Linked DNA regions of Xenopus laevis: region 2 is linked to region 1. Evidence: chromatin contacts called from public Hi-C data. All regions are on one chromosome and are shown on one strand. The core of a region is the stretch at or near the end of the contact, and the rest is flanking DNA. Distances in the headings are between cores, read along the strand shown.

Region 1 (5,100 bases), core at 447-2,946:
CTGGCGACTCGCTTTCTTCTTGACCTGCAAACACCAAGCTAATTGTCACTAATTCCTTGTTTAATTATGGAAATCCTTCTCCAATAGGCCAGTGTAGAATAGGGGGAAAAAAGCCCATTAGCACCTTGTACAAAGGAACTCAACATAACGGTATTCACAGTATTGGCAGGAGCCTGCCGGCACACAATAAGTTTCATCTATCATGAGGAAGTCATCCCAGATGCATGTGTATATGTGTGTGTGTTGTGTGTGTGTATTACAGAAGGCAACCATTTTGGTTCAAGCCTTCAAGGTCCAACATTAGGTCAAGGCCCTGGCTCATAACCAGGTTACAGATATATGGAAGCGTTGCTGTTTCAGCCACATCTTAAAGAAATATCTAGGGCAGCAAATAAGTGTTCACCCCAAATCAAATACCCTGGGCTTCCACGAGTATCTAGAATTGGAAAAAACCCTACTCCCCTATATCTCACCCTAACTGCCTACCCACAGTCTCCTGCTTTTGGCCAGGTTTGGAGACCACTGCTTCACATGACATTCAGGGTTCATATTCAATATGGCGGAACAACAAGGATTGGCCAGATCCAAGATTCAGCTCATTCCTACCTAGGGTTGCCACCTTTTCCGGAATTAAATACTGGCCTTCATATATATTTATCTTTTTTTCCCTATTAATAACATTGGGATCAACCATCATTCTTACCGGCCAGACCGGTGAAATACCAGCCAGGTGGCAACCCTATTCCTATCAAACACACCCAGATATTATTCTTAAAGTTAAGGGCGTTGGATCATTTACATGTATAAGTTTCAGCCATTGGCCGCTGACTGGAGGTATAGGAACTGCCTGAATGGCTGGAATGCAAACTAGGAACTGGACTGAATGCAATCACCATTCAATAGACATACAAATACCTTTTAAGCACCACAATGTATTTTGTACCACTAGATGGTGTTGTTCTACAGAAGCCCAGTTCTGCATATGAAAGATTTCTAAAGGTGAGACACAATCTTTGATGACTTGATTAGCCGTGTGGTGCTGATTGTCTCCCAGATCCATAGCAACCAGTATGGCAGTTTAGACTTGCAGGAATTAACATGTATATGGAGATACATGTGTCACTTCCAGTCCAGAATACCCTGAGCCAATATGTTCTCTTTAGGGAATCATTTATCAACACTGGGCAAATTTGCCCATGGGCAGTAACCCATGGCAACCAATCAAATTGCTGCATTCATTGTTGTATTTGTAGCTGGCTTTAAAAAGCTAATCACAGGTTGCTATAGGTAACTGCCCTTGGGCAAATTTGCCCGGTGTTGATAAATGAGCCCCAAGTTCATGAAGAGAGTGTAAGTTTAAGTAAGTAAGTAAAGAGCAGAGTGCAATACAGCACACGGGGTACACCCATACGCCTGGCAGGTGAAGTGCTGGAGAAAACCATATTTCCCAGCAGGTTTCAATAAACTGCACAATCCTTATTAAACAGCTGCTTTTCCTATTGAATCATAGCTCTAAAGTGTTTCTTCTCCCCTATTTTTCTCCTTCGTGGTGAGTATCTGAAGCACACACACACACACACACACACACATACACACACACTTGCTGGGGACCCCCCTCCTTTCACACCGTAGAGCCTGGGAAGGAGTGATACTTCAGGGTGGGAGGGGGAGGGATAACTAAAGAAAAGTGTAATGCCTTGAAGTGGTAGAGCAGAGGAAGCACAGGGCTATGTAACACATCTCAGGCTGCTCTGCATAACTCAGCATCTACCAGGGTGACCCTCTTACTAGAGATCTCTTTCTCTTTCACCCGCCGTTCCTTTAATTAACTCGCAGCACCTTATTTAACCCCCTGCATGCCTTTTTACTATAGTCTCATCTTTCTTCTATTTCACCCCTTTTTAGGATAGTTTCCCCCTTTTCTCCAACTCCTATCTGCCTGCACTATAGCAGAGACAATCGCAGGCGGTTATAAAGGAAAAAAGTGCTTTTTCTGAGACAATTTGCAGGAATACAGCATTGCACCTCTATTGGATGTGCCGGGCCTTCATACAACCCCGGATAATACCCCGGAGCGGAGGATTAAAGAGCAAGAGGAGTACCTGTCTTCTAACTGTAAGTGACTAAATGAATTCTGTCCCTTGGATGACATGTAAAATATTTCTTCTTGTATCCAGCTAGAAAATCACTGCATATGCATTAATATTTATCAGTTCAACTAATATTGTAAAAATACATTGTGAATGTTCCTTAAATTCGGAGTTCTCCCCCCCCCCCCGGTCTCTGTGCCATGCTAGTGCTCAGGTCACAGGTTATATAGTCTGAAAGCAAATAAAATACGTTGTTACCATCCAATTAATCCCACTATAATTAAACCTTTTCTGAAAACGTCGGCTTTTCCCAAATTTCCAGCGCAAATTTTTTTTTTCCTTCCCCTCAAACTATTATTGCTATAATGCACTGCAGATCACTGGGGGAGTTAATAATACTTCCATTAAAACTTTTCTGAAATCGTCGGCTTTTCCCAAATTTCCAGTGCAATTTTTTATTTTTAATTCCCCCAAACTATTATTGCTAAATGCACTGCAGATCAATGGGGGAGTTAATAATACTTTCAGAAATTATCCTTTTAATTGATAAAAATGGATATTTCTTTTGGTCTTAATATTTTTTATAGTTTAAATACATTTAAAATAAAAGCTTTTATTAACAGGTATTTCTAGTCTGTGATTAAACCCAACTGTGAATGTAGAATACATATTGTACATGGGCGCAACCTGTTAAACTGCACTGCAATGTATATGATTTGAGATCAAGTGTCAACTGAAAGGAGAATAAACCCAGTTTGGATGTTTTAGGAAAGGGATCGGGATACAGAGTTTCTAGATATTGGGGGAATAGAGACAATATTGTAGGATATACTGGAGTTCACTGGAATCCTATAGGCAATTTGCACTGCACATATTACAGGTATGGGATCCATTATCTGGAATCTGGAGTCCTTTTGTGCTACTGAAAAAAAATGTTAAACATTTAAAAAACCTTATAGGATTGTTTTGCCGCCAGTGTGGATTTATGAAGTTTAGTTACCATCAACAACAAGCTTCTGCCCTATTATTACAGATAAGAAGAAACCATTAAAATATATTAATTGCTTACTTAAAACAGAACACGATAAGTAATGGACTTCCTGTATTTCAGGAGCTTTTGGATAACGGGTTTCCAGATAATAGATACCATACCTGTAATATAAAAGATTTTTAACAGCCAATCACCGGGCTGGAGAAGGATAAGTGGTTTTTGCACGGGGATGTGCAGCCGTTGCCCCTTGCAGGGAATAAAGACTTGAGAGTCATTTCCAAATCAATGCCCTTTCCGCCCCCCCCCCAACTTGGCCCGGGTCAGTTAACACCAGATTAGAAAGCTAATAGGCATGATTAACAAAGGTTCAAATGATATTAATGAGAAACGTATTTTTTTGGATGGGCCTTCCATGAAAAGAACTTAAACAGCAGTGAATGGGGGTTAATTGAATCTGCGTAATGAGCGACAATAAAAAGCTAAAGAATTATCACTTTCCAGTGGAAAGTGGATTGTCCATTTCCTTTCCCAAGCAAACATCTTCACTCTCATTCCAAAAAGGGCTAAATGCATATTGTGGATTAAAAAAAAAGTCACATTATCATTTTAGCTGAATGGACTTTTTTTTAGAAAAAAAAGGTAAAAAGACAAAACTGGGGTACCACCATAGCAATACCAGTGGGTATAAATGGAAACTATCACTTTAAATCTCAGTTGTGCGGGTTTTATTGCCTTAGACGTATTCATTTCGTATTCAATTGTCAATTAAGTGATTTGTTGACAAACCCCCAATCTGGGATTTAATTCTGTGCAAATTAATCCTGACATTTAGACAGTGGGTAGGCCGTCCCCCTTATCTATGCTTAAATTAATTATATAAAAGGAGAAAGATATTTGTCTGGACACAGATATTTAACATTTAGACAGTTGACCAAAGCTACACTGAATGTTTGAAGATAGATAGATAATAGATAGAGATAGATAGATAGATAGATAGATAGATAGATAGATAGATAGATAGATAGATAGATAGATAGATAGATAGATAGATAGATAGATAGTGAGAGTGAGTGAGTGAGTGAGTGAGAAAGAGAGTGACAGAGAGAGAGAGCGAGAGAGAGAGAGAGAGAGAGAGATGATAGATCGATGATAGATAGATAGATAGATAGATAGATAGATAGATAGATAGATAGATAGATAGATAGTGAGAGTGAGTGAGTGAGTGAAAGAGAGATAGAGAGAGAGAGAAAGAGAGGGAAAGAGAGAGAGAGAGAGAGTGAGAAAGAGAGAAGGAGAGAGAAAGAGAGGAGAGAGAAAGAGAGAGAGATCGTGAGAGTGAGAAAGAGAGATAGATAGATATGATTATAATATGGATTTATAATGTACCCAGATTACAGAAATGTACCAACATTAAAGTCAGGTGATTCCATTAGGGGGCGCTGTTCATCAGTAACTCAGCTCCATGATGAAAGCCGCAGGGTTCATTTATCTGTTACTTCGAATATTGTGGTGCAGGCTAATTTTTTATTTCATTCCTGGAAAAAAAACATTTCCGCTTTAAAATAGGGTGGAAATTCAGCAAAATAAGGCAAAAGCAGTGCTGATGTTTCCCTAAATGTAATACCTATGCCCCATGCTTTCAGCTGAATTATGGGAAATCTTCATCAGAGCAGAGCTCCAACTTCACATCAATGTACCTAAATCGAGTGCTGTCACCATGAATGACCCCTTTATATTATCAGCTGGTGCGTTTACTGCTAAATCCCTTTGATTTTCACCAAGGCTGCGTTACATAAGAATGAAGTTACTTTAAAGGGCAAATATTCCACTTTAATGAGTGTCGTTCATTTTTCACTTGTTTTCATCAAGCAGATATAGTAAACAGAGTCTTATTTATCTGCATACAGTATTTGTATTGATATATATTTATATATATGTGCCAGGTGCAGCTAGCTCTGTCCAGGTAAAATTAAACCAGCCCTTCATTAACTGTAATGAGACTATGTTATCAAATTATCA
Region 2 (4,721 bases), core at 1,248-3,747, 120 kb after region 1:
CTAAAGGGCAAAGTCACAAAATTCATCAGCGTGACGTCATTTTGGTACTTCGCGATTTACTAATGGTCGCTGGCATAACTTCGCTAGCAAAGGAGATAGACTCTAGCGGTACTTCGCTCCCTAACGCCAGGCGAATTTGCGCTCTGGCGAATGGACGTAACTACGCAAATACACTAAGATTCAAATTTTACTGAACGTTACCTCTTGCGCCAGACTTGCCTTCGCCACCTCAGACCAGGCAAAGTGCAATAGAGTAGATAGGAGTTCATAAAAAAATATTTGAAAAAAAGTCCCAAAAAACGCTGGCGTCTTTTCCTTTTTCAGGGTGATAGGCTGAAAAAGAGCGTAAATTTTTTTTGGGGTAACAGGCTTCCCCTCTACATTTCCTAATATATGGCACATAAACTATACACTGGGCTCATATGTAGGGCAATATAACAACTTTTTAAAATTTTATTAAGGTTTCCCGGGCTTGTGTAGTGTAATGTATTTGCTGCAACATATACGTCCATTGAATTTTAACTTCTCGCCGTATGAAAATTAGGAAACACTAGCGCAACTTTGCTTGGCGCAGTAATGCTAGTGCAACTTAGCCATCGTTCAGCGCCCTGGACGCAACTTCGGATTTTAGTGAATTAGTGTTGTCCTGGCGAATCTACACCTGGTGAAGTGTTGCGCTGTGAGCGAAGCCGTCGCTGGGGAGGTTAGTGAATTTTCCCCAAAATGAGGAGAGACAGATTCTGAGAGAGGAATAGTGAAGATAAACGTGATTATTACAGAAACGGTACAGAATTTTTAATTGATTGTATTTAGAAAGTCTCTTATTTCAGTTTGCTGAAGCTAATATTACATTTTAATTTTCACGATAGTTCCCCTTTAAAGCGAATATGTATAAGTACTGATGTTAGAAGTTCAACACTCGAACTCCCCTCTCCCTATGAGCACGTTCCCCTCTCCCTATGAGCACGTGTTTTGTCAAGGGTGTCTGACCAGTCACAAACATGGAAAATAAACCATTCAAATCACACATGTATAATGTCAAAAGGAGCCATGAAGTCACCGAGACCCACTTGCTGTGTCAGCAACACCCGGAAATCTCCTGAAAACAATGAAAAACACTGAAGCTATCCGAGTAAAAACACTGAGAGAGGAATAAATGATTGAAGGAATAATGAAGCATTAATTGGACGGCACCTCACTATTTATTCCATCTGTATATATAATACATTCCATGCATATAGATATATATACTCTACCTGCTTTGTGCATAAATACGGATATACTAAATCTGCCCACGCTGTACCTGTATATACAAATAGTTGGCCTCATTTTCCGGGCTCCCTCCCAGGCATTAAATTCTCCAAAACTGTAAGAAAATAAGGAGCATTTTTTCCCCTGCAGTCTCTATTTATTTAACCGAGAAAAAGTTTACACAGCTTGTGAGGGATACTGGGTTGGGCCTGACTCAAATCAGTTTTCTAACCTTCTGATCGCCAGGTTAACCCATTCAGTTAAAGGAAGGTCAGATTCAGCTGAATTGCGATAACATACAGGATAATCCAGGTACGACATATGATATTTTTCCTCTTTACCTTAAGAATTTCAGTTTTATTATCTTTCTTTTACACACAGGTGCATTTTCCCGGTGAGTGTTTGGAATCTGCAACTGCTGCCCCTAGGGTGTGTTCTTTCTCCATAAAAATATAAAGGAGAAGAAAGGCATCAACACAGTGGTACTTCTGAGGCCTATTTATTCCTGGGTAGGGCATTGGCCAGGACACTGATTCAGTATAAGCACCTGGCAGAGGATGACATTTGAATGAATGACAAGAAGACTGTAATAAATGGGCAAAAAGGGCTCTTTCACCAGGGCCCTCTTGAGGACAGGGGCCCTACCGGACTAATTCTGCCACCTGTCTTGATTTGAAATAGACAGCCTTGTTTTAGTCCAATTCAATGTTGCCGTGTCCTGTCACATCACTGTTACGTTTCTTCACACCAACTAATGTGGGTATGTGAATACGGTTTACAGCTATGCTATACGCTTGCATGTAAAGCAGAAGGCATTCTGGAAAGGAAATCCTAATAAATCCAATTCAATGAAGTACCCTATAGGCTAAAGCTTACACACTGGGGTTAAAGAGCACAGGGGCAGCTGCTTAGAAAATTCATCAGTGTAGCGCAGGAAAACCATTTGGATGCAAAGCATTAATAATGCTGGGAAGAATAACTTGGCTGTGCGTTAAAACCCAATGAGGGTACATTTGCACCAGGGCAGTTACCCAAAGCAACCAATCAATGATTCGTTTTTTTTCCAGGATGAACATTGAAAGCAATCATCTGATTGTTGCTATGGGTTACTGCCCATTTGCCCAGTGTTTATAAATGATCCCGTGGGTGAGCTTAGCCTATACGATATTCTACAAAAATCTAAAAGCAAAACTGGGTTTCCATAAACCCACCTGGAGAGGGTCTCTTCACTTTGATTTTCAAGCTTCCTTGGAGCCACAGATAATGGAATGTGACAAGGAATTTTAGGGTGTTTGAAACACATGCCAATGCCTAGAATGGACAATTCCTCCCGAAAGGTGGCCATACACAACAAGATCCGATTGTTTAGCAAGGTTGACAAACGAGCTGATCTTTCCCCGACAAACAAACGGATTACAACAATGGAAATGGGCATCGATGGGACGTGGACCACATCAACTAGCCAATGTGGTCCTCAATCGCAAGGGAACATCAAAACTGCCTAATTTTTGGCCAGATATCCATCAGGGAGGCTTGTCGGAACTCCCCATACACGGGCAGATAAGATGCCAAATCGGTCTAAAGGACCTATATCGGCATCTTAAATCTGTCCGTGTAGGGCCACCTTAAAGGGGACCCGTCACACAAAAAAATTATTCAAAATCCTATTTTATCACATTAGTCAAGCAAAATGAACTTTAATTACACTATATAAATTATTTGAATCTTGCTTCCTTCAGTCTGGGAATTCATAATTATAGCAAGCAGGCAGCAGCCATTTTGTGGACACTGTTATTAAGGCAAGCCTTGTATCATCTCAGAATATTGTTTGTGCACCAGAATGGGGGACCTGATGTCCATCCCCATGCCCTGGCTACACATTTAAATGGTAAAGAGAACAGGGGAATATGTTGATGTGCTGAATGGAAAGTGAAAGTAATTGTCTGCCCTGCCTCTATGCCCAGGGTACAGAGGAGGAGCAGACAATATTTGATTGACAGCTGAGATTTTTAAATGAGCTTACAGCAGCTATGAATGCTATAATAAAAAATAGAAATTGGATTTCATGTTTAATTTGAAAAGGACTTTTATAATACAGATTTTTGTGTCTGGGTGACAGGTCCACTTTAAAGCAGTGATTCCCAAACTGTGAGACTGACGTCCTTGAAGGGGGGAGGCAGCTGCAAGGAAGCTGAGCCTGAAGGCCAGTTGGTAAGATTAGGGAGAAATGGTTTTTGCTCTCCTAGAAACACCTGAAAACCTAACTTCAAGTTAGTGTGAAATATGGGGTATTCTTAAAACTCACACTGGAAATCAGTCAGACACAGTACATTATAACAATACAGTAGTTTGCAAAACATGGTTTGGGAATGAGCAGAGGGACTGTAGAGGCATCACAAGCAAGTGACTTGGATGGAATTTTACCAACATAGGTTGCTGCCCTTCGGTCCACCATATTTTCAAAGGACCACATGAACTATTGAGGCCTGAGAGCCTTTTATCATTGTTATCTTCTACAGTGTGGAAAACATTTTTCACATATTGGCTGTATCGTGAAGCCCATCAGGATTAGGTATTGTAACAGATATGGTTAACCATAAACTGCATGTATTGTATTTCTGGATATTGAATTATAGAGCAAGGGATCAGGCTGCATACTCTCCTCCCCTTTCTCTTCACTAAAATGCCAGTGCTCGCCCCATCCCTGGTCCTACTCACTGTCTCCTTTTATAGTATTAAAGTCTGTATGCAGCAACATTCCTGGCACACACAGCCGGCCTCACCCCTTCCTCCTCTCTGATCTTGCATAGTGCAGCTTTCAGCCTCAGGGGCCCTTCCATCCAATCAAAGGCTCATTCACCTCTTGGGCATAGCTTCTGGACACAGACTTTAAAGGAAAACTATACCCCCAAACAATGTAGGTCTCTATTAAATTAGATATTAGATAAATTATATATTGCATAAAACAGTTCATATGTAAAAGCCTGCTTCATGTAAATAAACCATTTTCATAATAATATACTTTTCTAGTAAATTGCCCATTGGGCAATCATAAATAGAAAATTGCCATTTTAAAAAATAAGAGCCGCCCCCTGGCATCATATGATTCACTGTGCACACAAACATACCAAACAAACCATACATGTTAGGTCACATGAGCCAATTAACAGACAGAGTTCTGTCTTTTGCTTCCACACTTCTTCCTGTTACAGTTAGAGCTGTAGTATTTCTGGTCAGGTGATCTCTGAGGCAGCACACAGACCATCACGAAATGGTGGTTCAGGGCAAGAGATGTAAAAAGGGCAATATTTACCTAAATATATATTCCAGTTTGGTAAGATTCTTTAATATGCCACTTAATATGTATGTAAGCTATCTGTTGCTTAAGTGTTAATTTTGGGGGTATAGTTTTCCTTTAAGAGACATTGCTTGCTCCTATCCACTTCCATTCCCCTCATTTACCTTCTGCC

Evidence for each region. A called contact is a pair of places that touch in the nucleus more often than the background predicts.
Region 2: a Hi-C map of the XL177 cell line shows a contact between it and region 1, with 5 times the contacts expected there. The contact joins the enhancer-like site here to the promoter of ntn3.L in region 1. A contact is called at or near these places in 3 of 4 Hi-C or Micro-C datasets (the XL177 cell line, the XTC cell line and animal cap).

The regions. Positions count from the first base shown.
Region 1 is chr9_10L:115,083,025-115,088,124 of Xenopus_laevis_v10.1, forward strand. ntn3.L (netrin-3) reads left to right here and starts at 1,697. Exons shown (of 7, transcript XM_018236481.2): 1 at 1,697-2,115.
Region 2 is chr9_10L:115,204,249-115,208,969 of Xenopus_laevis_v10.1, forward strand. No RefSeq gene overlaps it. Among protein-coding and RNA genes, the nearest start is that of LOC108701616, 16 kb to the right of the region's middle. Within about 2 kb of position 2,498, at least 1 of the 7 cell types and tissues checked has an H3K27ac peak or open chromatin away from gene starts, as enhancers often do.